2 separate regions of the Sus scrofa genome follow, and region 2 is linked to region 1. Evidence: chromatin contacts called from public HiChIP or PLAC-seq data. All regions are on one chromosome and are shown on one strand. Each heading gives the region's core, a stretch centred on a gene start, on an enhancer-like site or on the middle of the called end of the contact. The rest is flanking DNA. Distances are from core to core; before and after follow the strand shown.

Region 1 (6,108 bases), core at 2,145-4,644:
CACAGCGGGAACTCTGTCTCCTAATATTTTAGAGTGGATGCTGTAACGTTGATGGAGATAAGTGGGCGTGGATGGGCTGTGTCGAGGGAGCTTCAGGGAAGGGTGGCTCAGCTGAGTTGTGGGGTTTGGGACACCCTCTTGGCTCTCCTGCTCTTGTGTCTTCTTGGCTGGAGCAGAGCCTACAGAAAAGCTCGCCTGACCTCTTGCTGGAGGGTCAGGGCCTGAGTACCAGCTCTGAGAGCCAAAGAGGGCAAGAGGGCCAGGTGGGGAGGGTCCCAGCGTCTGTACTGAATCCGGTCACCCGTGCCTCTCGTACCCGCTACCCCCTACATGCAGGGGAAAGATGCTTTAGGACACATGGGAAAGGAAGCTGGGGCTGCTGCTTGCCTAGGACTAGCTTGTGTGTGCAGGTGCCTCTCCCCTCTCCTGTTGTTGGTGGGAGGGGTCTAGCACAGACCTGACTGATTTTGACTTTGACACATCCCATCCTTCCCCATCTGCCTCCCGGTGCGAGTTTGGAGGTCTGATCTCCAGATGAGATGTGCTTGTCTCCACACTCCGACTGCTCGTTCACAGGGCAGCCGGCTTGGAGCCCTGAACTGGACCTGTCACTTCGCCGACGGGCCCCTCCTCTCGTGGGGCATGTAAAAACGCAGGGAGGACCCAGCGTGTCATCTGCTCCTGGGTCGTCAGCTCCCGTTTCTGGCTGTGAGCAGGGCTTCCAGGGGAACTACTTTCTCACACACACGTGTGACTCACACACGTGCTACCCACAAACACAGCAGGTCATTGTCGCTGGAACACACACTGGACACTCTGTTGAATTCGTTGGATTAAAGGACGGTAGGTCAACAGCTGATCCAGGACAGAGGAAACTACAACTGAAAACCCAACCAGGGAAGGGAATCCATGCTGCTGCTAAGAACCCGGGCGATTTTATCATCTATTTTCTCAAAGCCAAGTGATGAGTGTGTCTGGGTTGGTCCGAATACTTGAGCAATTTCTTCTCCAGAAAGACATCCTTCGTGTCCTCTTTTCATGACTTTCCTGAAGGTCTCGCACATAGTAGGCCCTCAAAAATAGTTGCCACGATGTGCTGAATCCATGGCGTGAAGGTGGGTGGTGGGGACGGCTCAGCGTGGAGGTGCAGACTCCGAAGGCTGGGCAAGTGCCAGCTCCTTCTGGGGTGACTTTCACACTGAAAGCTCCATTGTGCCCGCTGCCTGCCTTGGGCCACTGACGGGCTTCTTGGCAGCCGGCTTTGCCCTGGAGTCGGCACTTGCCGTCTTCGTTCTGCTTTTGGCCCAGGGTGTCTTGAGACAGGTTGAATAACCGCCCTGGAGTCCCGCCAGAGTCACAAGACGGGGAAGGGCTAGAAGCGCAGCAGGAGGCAGGGCAAGGGGGGGTGGGGGGGGGACGGGCAAGGGGGAGGTGGGGAAGTGAGGGGTGCGAGAGGTGGCGGGGGTGGGGTGCAGGGGGTGGGATGCAGGAGGTGGGGGGCGGGGGAGTCAGAGGTGGGGGTCGGGGGAGACTGGGGTGGGGTGGGGGCGGGGGGGTGGGGGCGGTGCGGGAGATGGGGTGGGGGGTTGGGGATGTGGGGGCGGGGAGGAGGGGGGTGGGGGAAGTGGGTGGGCAGGAGTTGGGGATGTGGGGGCGGGAAGGTGGGGATGTGGGGGCGGGAAGGTGGGGATGTGGGGGCCGCGAGGTGGGGGATGTGAGAGGTGGCGGGCAGGGGAGGCGAGGGGGGAGGCGAGGGGTGGGGGAGGCAGGGACGGGGGCGGGGGGTGGCGGGAGAGCAGAGGAAGTTCAGCATCCTGGGGTTTCCGGGGCCTCCACTCTGCTCAGAGACCAGGATGAGTCGAAGCAGTTGAGACTTTGGGCAAGGCGTGCCCTTCCCGTCGGGGTTATGTGTTCCCTCCTGTCTGGCGGGTTTGTCTGGCTGTGTCCCCAAACCTACAAACACAGCTTCTCTAGGCAGAGCCTTCGTTCCTCCTGAGCAGACAGGCAGTTCCAGGGGCCCCGGGTTCAGAGTCCACGCAGCCGTGACCCGAACCGAGGCATCCGTAGTCTCCGACGTCTGCCACGGATGGAGGCTCCTGAGCTGAGGTCAGGAGAGGATCCCCCGGCTTTGGGTCGCCCTCCACCGCCCATGGAGGAAGCGAACTCGAATGCGGAGCAAGGCTGGCTGCTCCTCGGAACGAAGGGAAAAAACAGTGTCGAGGTTAAAAGCAGGAACCGGAGGCGGCCCCTCAGGTGGGACCGAGGCCGCTTGCGCACTGATTCTGTGCCCAGCTGTCCCCGCGCCTTCCGCGCTCCCAGGATCGCTTTCTTTTATCCGCGGCGCTGCTCCCGTTAGCTTGCCATGTAACCTACTTGTTTATTTGTGTATCATTTCCTGGCTTTCTCGTCTCCCACCCTTAAAGACCAGGAATCTTTGCTTTTGGGGAAGCTACGTTTTGGCTGTGTCCTCAGAATCTAGGAGGCTTGGGACCCGTAGTAGGTCCTCATGAGCTATTTGTGGAATGTGGTTAATATCCGCACCAGCCGCAACGAGATTGTCTGAAGTTACATGGTTAATATTGCAGTGCATTCAAGATAGGGCCCGCGGCGTGGTAGGTGCCACACAAGTGCAGTGACCACGTGTGTCCAGCTGGCCCAGGAAAGACCTGCCTTTGACCTGTTTCCTGGACTAATCACAAATAGTGCTCTCTCTCTCTCAGTAGGAAAAAAAAAGGGACTTGTTTTAGATGTTAACGATGTGGTTTTCCTACACATAAGTGTTTTTACTCATTTGTGTAAGAAATTTAAGAATTGCCTGCTGTGTATGAGGTGCCACGTTAGATGCTCAGAGTGGCCCCTGTAGTTCCTGCCCTCCTTGTGGCCTCTCCCTGGGCAGCTTTAAGGACATGACTAAGTAGACTTGAGCACATGGGTAATAATAATAATTAGATTTGCATCCATGTAGTTCGTTGTTTTATGAACATGTTTTTTCATTAATCAGTCTTTACAGCAACCCGACACAGTAGAAATGATGGCTCTTAGCCTTTTGCTGATGAAAAACTGGGCTTCTGACAATGACTGGTAGAGGGAGCAGAGCTCGAACGCGCTCGTCCAAGGCTCTGATTCCTGCACATTTTCCTGCTGAGTTGCAGCAGTGGCCCAGAGGGTCGACCAGATGACTGATAGTCACTGCTCTATGATCTGCAGCTCTTTTCTGATCTGTTCTTTAAACATGTGGAGATTACACGGATTAAAGGTGGGATGCACATTTTGAACTAAGAGCAAGGCAGAAGAACTGATTCTTCGGATGCCTCATCTTGCCTGATGAATGAAGTGTCTCAAGTCCAAGACAGCCCTGGGTACGGTGGCAGGAACAGTGGCAGTAGAGGCAGCTTTTCTCACGTTCCTCTGCCTCCCTCTAGAGACTCAAGTCCAGAATTACTGTCATATATTTTATGTACTATTTTATATATATGTAAAATAGTAATATGTAATGTAATATAATAGTAATATATACATATATAAATACAGCAGTGATATGTATATGTATTTATTTATTTTTGCAGTACAGTTGTTGCAAGAACACAGAGGCTACGAAAGATGCCAAGTCTTAACTTTTCCTTCCTTCCTTTTCTCCCTCTGCCTCATGCGTGGGAAGCACTATAGTGACAGCCAAGGAGACAAAGATAAAATCCTGGCTCAGGGTTTTTATCTTCCTGTTCTTTTTTCTCACTTTGGCAATCCCTCTTTGTACCAAAAACAAAAACAAAAAACCCCAAACCAAACCAAACAACAGCAACAACCACAACAACCGCCAAGGAAAGGAAGAGTGGACGTGACCACTCCTCCCAGGTCCCCCTTTCTCACGTAGGTGGCGCTCCGTGTTGTATGCGACACTCCACTGAGGGCAGGACGCCCTTTGCTCTGTGTCTGCACATTATACCCTGGCCGCTCCCCCCTTCTCTCTTCCCTCCTCCCCGCTCCTCTCCCCCCCCATCTCTCTAATCCTTCACTAAGCTTTTGTGTCTTGTGTTCGCTCTGCTCTGCCCACTAATATCCTAGGCAGGGGAGCCAGGGACACCTTCGACACACTCATCCCCGAGGGTTCCTCTCTTGCCTGAGACACCGCTCACCTCTGTGCTGGAACATTTTGTTTCCAGCAATTTGCAGAAGGCAAAACCTCCGAGGCAGAAGTGTGGTGGGAGTCGGGCTCCTCAATGCCACTGTCCTCAGACAAACACCAAGGAATGTGCTACCAGCCCCAACACGACGGCTGCCGTTGAGGCCATGCCTTCTGCTTGGAAACGAGGAAAGGAGGGAAGGGGTCGTACCGAGCATGCTTTCTTTGCAGCGGGATTCAAGGGGTTTGAGTCTACCAGCTTCTCCCCGGAGCTGCCCTGTGTCTGTGGACCGGGAGTTCCTGGATCTTCCCCAGCTGAGACTGGTGGGTCTCAGATGAAATGTTGGCCAGGCACAGAAGCAGTGCTTCTCCTCATGCTAAAGACTTGACGGAACTCGGGGAAGGTAGTCTGTGGGTATTTCACATAGAATTCAAGGTGACTCTTATCCGTGTGCCTCTTATTATTGCCGCAAGCACACTGTTCTGCAATCTGGCATTTCACCCTATAGCTGCAAGGGCTTGAATTATGTAAGTTTATTTTTGCATCTCCAGTGCTTGGGACATGGTGCTCAAGAATGGCTTGTTTGAAGAATGAATGAATGCCCTGTAAAACTCCTAGAGGAGAACATAGGCAGAACACTCACTCTCTCACATGAATCACAGCAAATTTTTTTGGATCGGTCTCCTAGAGTTATGGAAACAAAAGAAAAAATAAACAAATGGGATCTAATTAAACCTAAAAGCTTTTGCACAGCAAAGGAAACCATAAACAAAATGAAATGACAACCTATGGGAACGGGAGGAAATATTTGCAAGCGATACAACTGCCAAGGGCTCAGTCTCCAAATGTACGAATAACTTATGCAACAACAGCAAAAAAAAAACAACCCAATCAAAAAATGGGAAAAGGGAGGTCCCCCTGTGGTGGGGTGGGTAGAGTCTCTGATTGCAGCGGCTCGGGTCACTGCAGAGAGGCAGGTTTGATCCCCAGCCCAGCACAGTGGGTTAAAGTATCTGTCATGGCTGCAGCTGTGACTCAGATTCAAGTCTCGGCCTGGGAACTTCCACGTGCTGCAGTGCAGCCATTGAAAAAGGAAGGGGGGCAGAAGACCTAGATAGACAGGTCTCCAAAGACACACAGATGGCCAACAGGCACAGGAAAAGATACTCAATATTGCTAACTAGTAGAGAAATGCAAATCAAAACTGTGAGGTGTCACCTTCACACCAGTCTGAATGGTCATTATCAAGAAGTCTACAAACAATAAATGCTGGAGAGGGTGTGGAGAAAAGGGAACTCTCCTAAACCCTAAAGGGTTGGTGGGAATGCAAATGGGTGCAGCCACTATGCCAAAGAGTATGGTGTATCCTTGGAAAACTACCATAGGATCCAGCAGTCCCGCTCCTGGGCATGTAACTGGAAAAGAAGAACATTCTAATTCTGAAAGATGCATGCACCCTAATGTTCATAGCAGCACTATTTACAATAGCCAAGACATGGAAACAACCTAAATATTCGACAGATGAGTGGATAGAGTACTGTGTGTATCCATCCATTCATCCATCCATATATACACACAATGGAATATTACTCAGCCATGAAAAGAATAAAATACGTCAATTGCAGCAACATGGGTGGGCCTAGAGATTATCATACAAAGTGAAGTAAGCCGGACAGAGAAAGACAAATATCGTATGATTTCACTTGTGTGTGGAATCTAAAATAAAAAGACACAAATGAATTTATTTACACAACAGAAATGGGCTCACAGACGTAGAAAACAAATCTCTGGTTATCAAAGAGGAATAAATTAGGGATTTGGGAGTAACAGATACACACAACTATATTTAAAATAGATTACAACAAGGACAGGGAACTCTAGTGCATATCTTATAATATCCTATAATGGAAAAGAATCTAAAAAAGAATGGAAAAGTAATATCTATAGTACTGAATCACTTTGCTGTCCACCTGAAACATTATAAATC
Region 2 (6,108 bases), core at 2,533-5,032, 260 kb before region 1:
TTAATGAATTTTGATCAAATAATATTGTCCGTATGCTTCTACTTATTGGACTGTATTAGGATTTTCTCGGTGGCCTAAAATATGGCCAGTTGTGAATGTTCCAGGGGCCCTTGAAAGGATGTAATCTCTGATTTATTGCTCAGAGTTTGATGTATTAAATCTACCATATTAATCATATTTTTAGGACTTCTCTTTCCTCATTTACCTCTGTGCCCTTAAGCTGGCAAAAACTACAACAGTTATTCCTGCCTATTCTCTTTATGTCTCCTACAGTGTTTCCTATGAGTTATGAAATTATGCTATTCACCGCATAGGTATTCCTTTTATTTGTTCATTGTGAATTGTAATTCCTATGGTTGTAAAATGCCCTCCTTAATTTCACCTAAGCTTTTTGCCCTGAAGCCAACCCTGTATAATAAATAGTAAATTTGTGATCCCTTTGTTTTTTTGTCTTTTTGTCTTTTTAGGGCCACACCCATGGCATATGGAGGTTCCCAGCCTAGGGGTCAAATCGGAGCTACAGCTGCCAGCCTACACCGCAGCCACAGCAATGCAGGATCCAAGCCACGTCTTTGACCTACACCACAACTCACGGCAATGCTGGATATTTAACCCACTGAACAAGGCCAGGGATCGAACCCACGTCCTCATGGATACTAGTCGGGTTTGTTAACCACTGAGCCACGACGGGAACTCTTTTTTTTTTTTTTTTGATCCCTGCTTCATTTATGTTTGCATATCTTGGTATGTCTTTTCCATTTTGAGTTTTCAGTGTTTCAGTGTCACTCTATTTTGTGCATTTTCTTGTAGAAATGCAGAGCTGTGTTGTGCCGTGTGCGCCAGTTGAAAGTTGTACTCTTTTAAACAAGTAAGTTGGCTCATCTACATGTCTTCGTGTAAGATGTGTGGTCTTTGTCATGTTGTTTTGTTATGGCTTCTGTTCTGCAACTTTTTCAAATATTTCACTGGGTGATTTTTATATGCTGTAGTTGTGTGCATGTGTTTTGGATAATTTGAAAGGTCTGTATTTTAGTTTGGGTTACCATGATAATTAGAATTTACATGAAGCCTTTTTGTTTTTTGTCTTTTTTTTTTTTTTTTTGCCATTTCTTGGGCCGCTCCCGTGGCATATGGAGGTTCCCAGGCTGGGGGTCAAATTGGAACTGTAGCCGCCGGCCTATGCCAGAGCCACAGCAATGCAGGATCCAAGCCGTGTCTGCAACCTACACCACAGCTCACCGCAATGCTGGCTCCTTAACCCACTGAGCAAGGCCAGGATCGAACCCACAACCTCATGGTTCCTAGTCGGATTCATTAACCACTGAGCCACGATGGGAACTCCAGGAATTTATATGAAGCCTTTAGCCAGCTCTTTCTTCAGATTGTCTACTGATTCCCTTTAAGATTTTTTTCTTTTGCCCCTTTTCCTAATCATCAGAATTTAGTTAATTATATCCTTTCTTCATATGTTCCTTTGTACTAAGATATGTATTTATTTTCCTTATTATTTTTTGCCATACAGCACCCTATCTGTCTATCTATGTACCTACTTATCTATCTTTGTTTCAGCCAAGCCTGTGGCACGTAGAAGTTCCTAGGCTAGAGATCAAACCTGTGTCACAGAAGACAGCCTGAGCCACTTGATTTATCAGCTTGAAATGTTTAACCCCCATGTATGTTGCAGAACTGAACTTGGGTCGGCTTTGCCTGCAGGCAGTGAAGCTGATCTACTGACACCAAGTGGTGGTGAAGGAAACTACAGCCTCGATCGCTCTGCACCCCACCAGGGGAATGAGCAGCGCGCCCCGCTCCAAAGACCTGAACTCTGCCAAGGCTTTCCGGGAAGGGTTAAAACGCAGTGCCGGGAGGGGGCTGCTGGGTGTGGGGTCAGCTCGAGCACAGTTCTTGGATTGGTGAGCATCAAGGGGAAGGGTCAAGCATCATCAGCCTTCGGAGGTCTCCGTGCTTGCGTCAGCAGTTTTCATCTGGGGGGGGGGGTCTGCTTCCGGTAGGAACAAGTCAGGCATGTGTGTCCTGCCTTTATCTCTGTCTTTCAGGGAACAGGGAGTTTGGTCGGTCTACTATGTGCGGATTTATAGTCCAAATTGTTACCAGTTTCTTGGCCCAATAGCTCTTCTTTGTTTCTGCGTCTTCACATTGTCAGCTTAAAAAAATACACATTGTCGACTCAAAAAAAAAAAAAAAAAAAAAAAAAAAGAAAGCTGAGAGTTAAGTTTTATTTGGGGCAAAATTCGGACCTAGGTCCAGGAGACAGCATCTCAGGTAGTCCTGAGAAACTGCTCCAAGACGGTGAAGAAGGAGCTAGGATACACGGGAGTCTTTTTGCAGCAAAGGGCCGGGAGCAGGAACAAAAGAGTCCTGGGCTCACAGATACCATTCCTTTGATATGCACCTCTGCTGTCGGGGCCTGTATCCTGAGTTTTCACAGCCTGCAGGACTCGCCCGCTCTCACCCTGGGAGGTGACTGCATTCATGGATGACCCTGACATTCTTTGTTTTATCCTTAACTACAGCCCAAGTGGTGGTATTTCAGGTAGCTCTGCAATGCTGCTCCCAAGTGGAAAGGGGGATATCAGAATATGATAAAGAGGAAAGGGGGATACCAGAATACGATAAAGGGGAGGGGAGGTGCATACAGCACACACCCATTTTGCAAAATTTGTTGCTCTCTCCTGAAGGTCACAAGGAGCAGACATCCCCATGAAGGATTTTAGTGTTTTTCTAGATATGAAAATTTGCAAGAATTGGGCACATAAAATCTTCTCCTAAAAATATCTATCTGAAGAACTGTGCTTGCAGTTTTCCCAAAGCACAGAGTGCCTCTCTGATTTTCACCCAGAGTTCTGCTCAGGGGGTGCCGTGGGTTGGCAGGTGCGGTGGCTCATGATTTAATCCATGTAGAGGCTGATGGCAAGTGCCAAACTCCAGTTCACACAAGCATTACCTTTTGAGCCAGCCTTTTTTTTTTTTTTTTTTTTTTTTTTTTGTCTTTTTGCCATTTCTTGGGCCACTCCCGCGGCATATGGAGGTTCCCAGGCTAGGGGTCAAATCGGAGCTGTAGCCACCGGCCTACGCCAGAGCCACAGCAACGCGGGATCCGAGCCGCGTCTGCAACCTACACCACAGCTCACGGGCAACGCCGGATCCTTAACCCACTGAGCAAGGGCAGGGACTGAACCCGCAACCTCATGGTTCCTAGTCGGATTCGTTAACCACTGAGCCACAACGGGAGTTCCCCGAACCAGCCTTTCGAGACTTATGGAAGGCAAAGCCTTTTATTTCAAAGGACAGGGACACAAGGCCTTGCCTACAGTTTTGAACGCAGATGTGAGAATCGTATTTACACAGAACTCCACCTTCTTTTTCCTCCCAGCTTCTGTTATGTCGTTTTTAAACTTTGACGCTTTAGAACATCCACACCCTCCCTGTGTTTCCTTAGTCCTACACTTACTTCAGCGCTTTGGGCCATTTCTTCTGAAGCCCTTCGTTTTCCCAGTCACCTCTCCTATTGTCATTTATTTTCAGCTTTGCCCAAACGGCGGGATGGTTTCGCAGCCCTGCACCAGTCGTCCTCCTCCCGATGGCGGGGAGTGGGAGGGGGTGTTACTGAAATGTGGCAACCTTGCGACACGGCGACATCTTTTGGCGGGAGAGAGGGACGCGGGCGCGGTGGCGGTGCGATGAGGTCCTCCCGCGGACAGGGGGCGCGCGGCGGGGCGGGCGTCCTCGGCGCAGGCGCAGCGCGCCTCTCTCCCAGCCGCACACGCCGTGACCCCGCGCAGCCGCGCGGCCCGCGGACTCTGCGTAGGGGTTGGCGCCGGAGCGGTCCGGCCGTCGGGGGCTGACGCCGAGCGCTCTGCCCGCCGTCTCCGCGGCGCGTCGGCCCCGGTGCGTGGCCGCCCGGGAGCGTCGGCCGGGCGGACCGGGTAAGTGGCGCCCGGGGCAGGGGGCGAGCGCCTCCCGGGCGGCGCTGGACGCGAGGCCGCCGCTTTCGGCCGCGCCGTGAGGGCCGGGGGTCCCAGGCCGTCCCCCGGCCGCCATCCCCTCGCCTCAGGCGGCCTGGCCCCGGCCGACTCTCCGCGTCTCCCTTCGCGCCCCGCCGCCCCTTTCCCTTATTTGCCCGGGTTATCGGGCCCGGTCTCCTCTCCCGGATTCTCATTTTCCGTCTGTGTGTCCTCGTCTCTTCTGGCCCCGCGGGCGTGTTTGGGGAAAGTTGCCCGGTCCGTGACCTGGTGGGCAGGCCTGGGTCACCTGTGGCCCCGAACGCTTGCACCCCTCCCGGTTGGAGGGTGCAGAGGAAGGAAGCCGTTTCCTCCCCCGGCCGCAGAGCGGGGAATCCAGGTGTGGACATCTCTCAGAGACCCGGGTTCACCTGGCCGCGCAGGAAGACGGGACTCCGGCTCTAGCGCTGCCCTCGTCCGTGCAAAGCGGCGTTGCAGCTCTCACGTCCAATCGCCAAGCATCTTTTGAACATCTCCCTTTACCCAGACCATTTGTCAGCAACGAACAGTGGCTGCAAGATAAATAAGCCTCTGTCCTTGCAGTCTGGAAGATTGGTCTTTCGGGAAACAAGCATAAAGGCATGGGTTGATCTGAGGGACTGGAGGGGGGTCTGGAAAGGCTTCCAAGAGGGAAGGAGGCTTATAACTGAACCTTGGAGGTCTTTGGTTCGATGTGCAAGATGGGGGAACGGTTTCCTGCAGAAGAAATAAGTGCGAGAGCGGCAGAGGCCGAGCGTCTTAGCGCGTTTCGGAAACTGCAGCAAAGGCAGAGAGGCTTGAAGAGGGCAGGTCAGGTCAGGTCAAGAAGGTGGGAGAAGTCAGTAGTGGAGAGCCGTGGAAGGGATTTATTGCTAGAGGCAGGCGGATGGGTGGGAAGTAGGACCTTCTGGACGAGGGCGAAACGCAACATCCTCAAGTAGGTGAGGACTGCGTCTCCTCCAACAGAGTTTTTAAAGAGTGCGAGTCAATTTCCAGTTTTATGGGGTGAAGGACACAGACGTTTTGATTATAAAACACAAAGACATTTTGGGAGTGTAGGATATTAGTAACTTAAACTGAGGGTGTTTTCTTTTTAGAACCTTATCAAGAGATGGACGCGGTGCAGTTTAGAACAGTGAGTAGGCTGTGAGCCGGCGGGAGATGTGAGAGGTGTGGGCACTGAGGAGCTGACCCTGGGGCTCTCTGATGGCTGCGGACAGACTTTACAGAAAACAGGAATCTGGAGAACTGTCTTGCGTTTCCAAATGCAACTTTGTAAAGTGGATGTCTCTTTACCTGGCTTGTTTTTTTGTTTTGCTTTTGTTTTTGCCATTTAGAGCCACACCTGTAGCATATGGAGGTTCCCAGGCCAGGGGTCCAATTGGAGCTGCAGCTGCCGGCCTACACCACGGCCATAGCCACACCAGATTCTTAACCCACTGAACCGAGGCCAGGGATCGAATCCGCAGCCTCACGGTTGTTAGTTGGATTCCCTTCTGCCGGGCCACAGTGGGAACTCCTACCTGTCTTGTTTTAAATTACACTCGAGGAGCAGTCAGGGCTGGTACTCCTTCCCCAAGTCTTCCGTACTCGTGGATAGTGAAGGATGCTCTCTTACACACCTGAGTTACAGGTGACTCACGGACACTCCAGCCTATGTACTTGGGCAGTTATAGCGTCTATGAGAATGAATGGAAGTATTAAACTGTGACAAGGGGTCAGAGCTGGAGGTACAGGGAAACATTTAAAAATTCTTTAGGAAGTCACACATCTTACACATGAAGCGATGCCTCTTATTACCTGTCTTTTTTGTTGGCATCAGCATGCACCACCCTCGTGGCCTTTCCTGTTGCTTTGTGTCCATGTGTCTAGCACTTGGCGTGTTCTTTAGGATTCGTTTTTGATTTATGATACATGAATGTCTATTTAGTGATAAAAGGTCTTTTCTTACCATGTCCACTTGTTTAGGTGCTCAGAGCTCAAACTTTGACTCATTATTAGTTGTATGGTGAGGGGAGTTTCTCTCCCATGAATTATGGTGTAAAACTTACGGTGCTTCTATGGGCAAAGACAGAACAGGCCTTACCTTTAAAGGGCTGATGATATA

What was found. HiChIP or PLAC-seq counts read pairs in DNA pulled down with a chosen protein or histone mark.
Region 2: a contact with region 1 is called in an H3K27ac HiChIP or PLAC-seq map of alveolar macrophages. The contact joins the promoter of RBM17 here to the enhancer-like site in region 1. A contact is called at or near these places in 2 of 5 promoter capture datasets (fetal skeletal muscle and liver), 30 of 47 Hi-C or Micro-C datasets (adipose tissue, alveolar macrophages, blood and 16 more) and 2 of 2 datasets of contacts at active chromatin or transcription factors (alveolar macrophages and skeletal muscle).

What each region holds. Positions count from the first base shown.
Region 1 is chr10:64,646,992-64,653,099 of Sscrofa11.1, reverse strand. No RefSeq gene overlaps it. Among named protein-coding and RNA genes, the nearest start is that of PRKCQ, 210 kb to the right of the region's middle. Within about 2 kb of position 3,394, at least 6 of the 83 cell types and tissues checked have an H3K27ac peak or open chromatin away from gene starts, as enhancers often do. A contact at or near this core is called in alveolar macrophages, omental adipose tissue and retroperitoneal adipose tissue, where this site is marked.
Region 2 is chr10:64,906,680-64,912,787 of Sscrofa11.1, reverse strand. RBM17 (splicing factor 45) reads left to right here and starts at 3,782. Exons shown (of 12, transcript XM_003130822.6): 1 at 3,782-3,947. It overlaps LOC110255720 (a long non-coding RNA gene), which reads left to right. Exons shown (of 3, transcript XR_002336422.1): 2 at 811-868; 3 at 1,685-2,182.